Linked DNA regions of Rattus norvegicus: region 1 is linked to region 2. The links are chromatin contacts, called in public Hi-C maps. All regions are on one chromosome and are shown on one strand. The core of a region is the stretch at or near the end of the contact, and the rest is flanking DNA. Distances in the headings are between cores, read along the strand shown.

Evidence for each region. A called contact is a pair of places that touch in the nucleus more often than the background predicts.
Region 1: a Hi-C map of the Rat2 cell line shows a contact between it and region 2, with 3 times the contacts expected there. The contact joins the promoter of Gprc5b here to the enhancer-like site in region 2. A contact is called at or near these places in 2 of 12 Hi-C or Micro-C datasets (the Rat2 cell line and frontal cortex) and 1 of 1 datasets of contacts at active chromatin or transcription factors (oligodendrocytes).

What each region holds. Positions count from the first base shown.
Region 1 is chr1:182,770,943-182,774,692 of GRCr8, reverse strand. Gprc5b (G protein-coupled receptor, class C, group 5, member B) reads left to right here and starts at 2,417. Exons shown (of 4, transcript NM_001398762.1): 1 at 2,417-2,560. The region is part of intron 2 of LOC102550985 (a long non-coding RNA gene); the gene reads right to left.
Region 2 is chr1:182,706,914-182,710,653 of GRCr8, reverse strand. The region is part of intron 7 of Iqck (IQ motif containing K); the gene reads right to left. Among named protein-coding and RNA genes, the nearest start is that of Gprc5b, 63 kb to the left of the region's middle. Within about 2 kb of position 1,698, at least 39 of the 93 cell types and tissues checked have an H3K27ac peak or open chromatin away from gene starts, as enhancers often do.

The DNA of each region.
Region 1 (3,750 bases), core at 1,168-3,667, 63 kb before region 2:
AAGGCACTGAAAATGCCTCTCAGGCAGCTGACCCCATCCCCACCTTCAAGATGTGTGTTTCCAGACATATCACCTGCAAGGGAGTGAGATATAGCCAACCAGATTTGAGTCTTGCCTCTGTCCCAATCACCCCCTTAGACTTCTAGACTTCTTAACACCCCCCTTCCAAGCCTTTGCTTGTCACACTCGGGATACAGACAATTCCAGAAATCCCACAAATAAAGCCAAAATGTCCACAGGGATAGGTAGCCATGGGCAACACATTAATCTGGGAGATGATCTACTAGCTTGCAGAGTAAAGAGCATCCTCAAAGGCCTGGTACAAGACAGCCATGCCTTATATGGGAAGGCAAAGCTGGAATTTAATTATTCTTTTGCCCAACAAATACTTAGTGAGACATACCCCTCCTCGTGGGCAGGAGATGGACATGTCACATGGATCCCCTGCACCCCACACTCCAGAGAAGTCTAACTGGGCCTCTATTAACTGAGGATGACTTTCAGTTTCAGACCCTCCTGCCTCCATCAGCTGGGAGCCGAGATTAGAGCTGTACACCTCCACACATGGTTGATGAAGAGTCAGGAATCAAACCCATGGCTTCCTGCATGCTATGACAGGACTCCACCATCAAGATTCAGCTCCCAACCTCCAAAGCACTAAGTTTTTAGCATCAGATGCACTGTGCACTTATAGCCGCTAGAAACAACACTTAACTGCACAATGGTGGCAGTCCCCGGGAAAGCGCTCAAGGGCTGGATAGAGCAGATTGGATGGTACTGAGTTCCAGTGTGGCAGGAGACACCAACAGACAAAGTCTCACAGAGTGAGCATCACTGGGAGGCTCCCAGCCCTTATCATTTTTGAGGTGACAAGTTGAACCAGGGAAACTACTTGGTTTGCAGTTTCTTATTTCTTTGGTCAGCCAGAAGTAGGCTGAGCATGTGAGCACATAAGTTGGTCACTCACTAGATGGATGTCACCCTTGGGAGATCCTGGTACTGTTCTCTCCAAGCCTGCAGACCCAGCAGTCTCTTTAAGGACTTGAAGCTCCTCTGGGATGCTGTCTGACCCTGGAAATGACAGTAGTTGAACCACTGGGACATGGACCCAGAAGTTTCTCACCCAACACTGAATGGGACTTTTCACGGCCAGATGCCTGTGCGGAGAACTTTACAATGTGTTCCAGGTGTACCCCAGTGGTCACATTTTAAAATAGTCTGGGTTATACAGTTGAGGCCTGGAAGACTTAGGAAGGCAAAAGTTTAGAAGCTGTCGGCGTCAGTTCCTCAAAGCACCACCAGGGGGCAGTGCCCATCCACGTTCCAGGTCCGGAGTCTGACCAGTACCGGCTTGGGAAGACCTTGTCCTGCAAAACATTTAATGAATGCCTACTGTGTACCAAGCCCTGTTTCTGGTAAGGAGACATCTCGGCAAGCATAGGGTAAGGGCTGTGTCCTAGGAGCACGTCCCTTTTATGTGTCCTTAAAAAGAAAAAAATATTCAGAGACGCATGACCAAGCTGTATGTGGCCTGACCCGAAGAAAACCGACTTGAAGAAAGAGATAAAAGGACTTTGAGAGACTAAGAAAAGGCGAAGAACGATCTGAGACTACCAGCTTGCTACAGGGGATGCCGAAGCACAGTCTCCCTAACCTAATCTAGATAGTGCTGACCTCAGAGGTGATGGATGTCCTAGACCCCCCTCCTGCATATATGTCCGATGCCTGCTCTATGGTCACTGGCGGTATCTGTGCCCTGAGCGTAAGTGCAAAGCACAGCCAGAATCTGGTCTCTCTGGGTATCTGTGCCTAAGAGAGTGGCAGATGTGTGCGTATGTGAATGACGTGTGAGAGATGGTGGCGATCATATACACGGACCAATATGAGGAGGTCACCGTGGTGACGTTCACATTTGGGATGGCCAAGGATACCGGTGCTGGGTTCAGTGTGCTTAAAAAGGGCGGGCTGGAGCGGGGTGGAAGAGGATAGAGAATGTGCTCGGCGGGGACCTGCCTAAGGGCATCACAGCGAGGCTTTGGTGACTTTAGAACGCATGCAGTGAGACCTTGTCTGAGTCCAGGACCTACTGTTTGGGGAGTGCCACTCTAGGACCCCCACGGGAATATTGCGTCGTATGTGGCTGAGGATGTTTCTACAAACAGATCAATCTGAGCAACTGTGCGTCTGGACCCTTAACAGGGAGATTTCCTCGAATTTGGGACACCGGAGGTTTGGATGAGAAAGGCGTCTTAGCGCTCTGAACAACAGGCGCCTGGGGTTGCGGGCTAGCTGCGGCTCCGGTCCTAGGTTGAGCAGAGCTGCAGACCGGCCGGGGCGGGGCCTGATGGGGCGGAGCCTATCGGAGGGGCGGGGCCGTGGCTGCTGCAGCGCGGGCCGGGCCAGGGGGCGCCTCGCGCGGCCGCAGCTCGGAAGGGCGATGCAGTGAGGCGGGCTCGGCTGGCGGGCGTGCGCGCAGAGCGGGGGCCGCGGGCGCGTTGCAGAGATGTGACTTGGGCCCAGGGCCAGCAGAAGCGTCGGCGCTGCGGGGACGCGAGGGTCGGTGAGTACCAGCTAGCGCGGTCAAGGGGAGGGCGCCGCAGGGACCCCAGAAACTTTTCCCGCCGTGGATTTGAGAAGCTCCGGAGAGGATCCCGGCTCTTGCTTTTTCTGTTCTCCCTCCTCGGGGTACATCAGCAGGAGAAGCTATGGGGTTCAAGTGAGGGTTGACACAGTGCGGCGGGAAAAGAGCCGCAGAGGACCGACAGAGGGCAGGGGTTTGGGAACCTTTATCTGGTAGGGGATCCACGGTAGAAGCCAAGGCTCTGGGCATGGTCCCGGGTGACGACAGGCTACAGGCAGCAGGGAATAAAGGGGAATCCGGTCCTGTGCTAGTGACCCCTGTGAGGGGCATCGCAGGCAGGTTCCAGGGGCCTGGCGGTTAGTTGGGTGCTAGGGCAGCCAGGATGCTGGTCCTGAACTACGCAGACATGGCCTTTGGAGACGTGAAACCTCACCTGCCGCAGGGTCTGGGGGACCCAGCTTGCAGCCCGCAGTGGCTCCGCACTCTTGGAAAAAGGCGCGAGAGGGCAGGCACCACGGGGAGGAAATCTGAAGCTGGGGGACAAATAGTGGGCTGGAAATGCAGGGACCGCTGATTACCGTGAAGCGGAAGAATTTCTATCCCAGGCGAGGGCATTTGAGCCTCTGAGGAAAGCAGCCAGGCTAGGGGTAAGGACTACTCAGAGAATCGCCCCCTCCCCCTTCTAGCGGACTGAGGCTTGAAGCCCATAGGACCCCACACATTTCATGGGCCCAGAGGGAGAGATGAGCCCAGACAAGGATCCCGCACCCCTCCTTGGCTGGAGGTAGCTGTTTAAACAGCTTCGGATCGGCCCACCGACCTTGCCCCAGAGGACGCCCCCAGAACAGAGGGCTCATTCCCCTGTTCTTGCTCAGTCAGACCCACGCCTAGCCAGTTCTCCCCTTCTTCTGTTCGCCAAAGGGGCGGCTCTTTGGAAGAGGGACAAAGGCCCGGGGAGTGTGGCGGGCACCATCGTCCCCGCCTGGGGCCCCAGCACACGCGCCGCATCGGCCGCCCGACTGCGCCGGGGTGGGGGCACCTGAACAGCGTCCAGAAAGCTCCGGGGGTACCCACAAAGACGAGAATGCAGGAGAGGCCAAGCACACCCTCCACACACAGCACTTCAGAACGTTATTTCCTAAGTTTCTTCGGTGGGCACTCAGAGCTTT
Region 2 (3,740 bases), core at 449-2,948:
GACTCTCACTAACTGCTCCTCCAGCTGTGTCTACCTGTCGGTATCAGAGAAGTGATCCACAGATCGGCAACCTCTGTACCCAGCCAAGCCTGTGAAGTCAGCACCAAGCAGAGGGGCGGGCCCAGGAAGCTGGGCTTTAACCGACTCCATTACTGCTAATGGACACTGAAACTTGAGGGGCACTGCCTGTTTGTTCTGGGTTTTGTGTCTGTGCATTTTTCTTTTAAATATTTTTTTCTCACTGGTGTGAGCACTAGGGTTGGACCCATGCCCTCATGCAGACCGGGCAAGCATCCTACCCCTCATGCAGGCCGGGCAAGCATCCTACCACACAGCCATCTTTGCCCATTCACCGAGGACTTTCCTCTAACATCAGCACACTTCTTTTTCAAATCTGAATTTCCCCCTTTCTTTTCGCACTATCTTGTTTTTCCAGCGTCGTCTATATTTTGTTCTAGTAAATCTATATAGTCATTGTAAACATACTTATTTCCCAAACTCACAATGCTATGCTCGGGGCCTGAATGCTCAAGTTGGTGCTGGCTGCTGACTCCCCTCTTCTTTAGAGGTTCACTTTCAAAATTAGTTTATAACTTCTGATGGTCTTAGTTCCACATCTGAGGTCATGTCTGTAACTAGTGAACTTTTTTGATTGGAACGAACAAGAGAGTAAATAGTGTTGCTTTTGTGGGCCTTGAAGTCTCTTTCAAACCAATTCCATGCTGCCATATAACATAAAAGCAGCAGCCAATATGCTAAATAGGTGTAGCTACGTTCCAGTAAAATTGTATTTGGAACACACACACACAGACACACACACACACAAACAGACACACAGACACACACACATAGACACACATACACATAGACACACACACATAGACACACACATACACACACACACACACACACACACACACACATACACACACAGAGACACAGAAAGAGAGGGGGTTGGTGCATACATACACACGTGGGGGGAAAAAGAACTTTGTAGCCAGATTGAATGGGGCAGGCCTATAATCCCAACTACTACAGAAAGTAAAACAGGTGGGACACGAGTTCAAGGCCAGTGTGGACAACTTAGTGAGTTTTTTTTTTTAACTCAAAATAAGAAGGTAAAAAGAGAACTGGGGCTGTTGTTCAAGGGTGGAGGACTTCTTTTGCATGTATGTGGCCATAGATTCAATCTTGAGTGCTACAAAAAAATTATTTATCAAAGAATAAAACCCAAGGATTGGACAGTGGCTGGATATTGTCCTTCAGGTATGGTTTGTCAACCTGTCTTGACCCCTGTGAGGGCGTTACAGCGCCAGCCCCCGGCTTCTTCTGTTGCCTCTTCCAGCTCTCTCACACTAATCTGACTAATTTGGTGAGTCATATGGACTCTTGTCTTTAAAAAAAAAAAAAAAAAAAAACCACTGTCACTCAGATTTTAAGTTCAACAAATGACACTGATGTCATTTGGGTTCTGTTGAAATAGACCCCCATCCTGGAGTTCGAATGCATGCCAGTGAGGTAGAACAAGACCTGAAGGACTCCAAGTAACTCCAAAGGGCTGAAGCCTGGGCCACCCTGCTTCCCCGAAAGAGAACGCTAGGAATGAGCTCAATGTTACAAGCCCTGCCTAGCACATCTGTGCTGCTCGGTTGTTTCAGTTCCTACACAAATACCACGCTGATTACTGCAAATCCTTCCAGTGTGAGTCAAGGGAGCACTCGGGCTGCTAGCCCGTGATCAGGAAATCAGGATCTGGGTGACTCACCAGCACCAGCTGCCTTTCCTGAGGTAGTCTTTGCAATGCCCGGATCTGAGAAGGCCCTCTCCCAGGAAGCTACACCTACTTTTGTACTGAAGTCCCCCCGCTGCCCCCCAGGGACAAGTCGCAGCACATACAAGAAAGAAATGGAATTTCCCCCACTTCTCAATGATGACAGTTCAGACGAAGTTCATCCAGCTTCTCTTGATAACTGAATGTCCAGAGGATTAGGGATGAATCTGAATGCAAAGGCATTTGAGGTATTTGATGAACCTCTCAGTGAGTTACAGGGTAAATTACGCCAGTGTGCTGTGCCAAGGACCCTGTCACACAGCACGCTCTGAGCCCTTCCCTCTCGTCCACACTTAGCTGACAGTTCTGGAGGGTTTCTACTGTGGGACCTGTGACCATTGTTTTAGGAGCTATGTGCACACTATTAATTCTCAGAAGAAATCTGTGAGGTGGGCAGTATTTTCACCCTTTTCAAAGAAGAAACTGAGCCTCCATCAGGCAAATAATGCCCTGAAACCAGTATGTATTATAGCCCAGAACTTGAACCCAAGCAACAGTGAAGACCTGCTCCAGTGTTGCCATGCTATTCCTGACTGAAGTAGCGACTTCAGGGTGTTCTAATATATGGTCAAGTTTGAAAGTCAGGGTTCTCAAAGAGGAACGAGAATTCTGTCTTATTGCTAGCTACAGTTTGTAGATGAGGAGAGTGAGGCTTGGAGAAGCTCAATGCCAATCCAAGGCCACACAGCAAAGGAGGTAGAACAGCATTAGGCTTGTGAGGCCCGAATTTCAACACCAACCCACTGCATTGATGACACTGCCAACCCACTTCACTGATGACAGCACCAGCCCACTGAACTCATGACAGCACCAGCCCACTGCACTCATGACAGCACCAGCCCACTGCACTGATGGCACTGCCAGCCCACTGTACTCATGACAGCACCAGCCCACTGCACTCATGACAGCACCAGCCCACTGCACTCATGACAGCACCAGCCCACTGCACTCATGACAGCACCAGCCCACTGCACTCATGACAGCACCAGCCCACTGCACTCATGACAGCACCAGCCCACTGCACTCATGACAGCACCAGCCCACTGCACTCATGACAGCACCAGCCCACTGCACTGATGGCACTGCCAGCCCACTGTACTCATGACAGCACCAGCCCACTGCACTGATGGCACTGCCAGCCCACTGCACTGATGGCACTGCCAGCCCACTGTACTCATGACAGCACCAGCCCACTGCACTCATGACAGCACCAGCCCACTGCACTCATGACAGCACCAGCCCACTGCACTCATGACAGCACCAGCCCACTGCACTCATGACAGCACCAACCCACCACATTGGCTTGTATGCAAATCCTAGGTCATTTGGGGTTCATCTCATACTGGAGTTGATCCTACAAGACAGAAAGGAGCTTCTCACAGCCTGTCAAAGATGACAAGCTTTGGGGGCACTGATACCTGAAAACGCACTTGTAGTTTTATTTAAATGACTGAAGGGACTGGAGAGGGAAGGGGGAGGGGGAACCTAGCCTGAGACCTGATCCCAGAGCGGCCTAAGGCCCCTATTTATAGTACTGTGGCCTATTTCAGCCTGCTGAGTGGCCAGACATTGCCCCAAGAAAGAGGCCTGAATGGGGACCACGGCAACTGGGTGCTTTCTTTCTGGGGCACCAGAGTCCTGCTGGGCACAGGCAGAAGTTTCTATCCTGAGCAAAAGAATGTTTTGAAAAATAACAGGCTTTTTTCAGGCAGGAAAAAAAAATCCAACAAAAAACAAAAGAACAGAAACCAAGTACTTAAGGACTACCATCAAGACACAACCAGGAATGTATTCTTCTAGGAGTAAATGCTTGGTCACAGCTTTCAACAAAGCTACACCCTCACAGCTAACAGGATACGGTGGGGTGAGAGGTGGGGATGAGAGGTGGGGGATGGTACGAGTACAATTG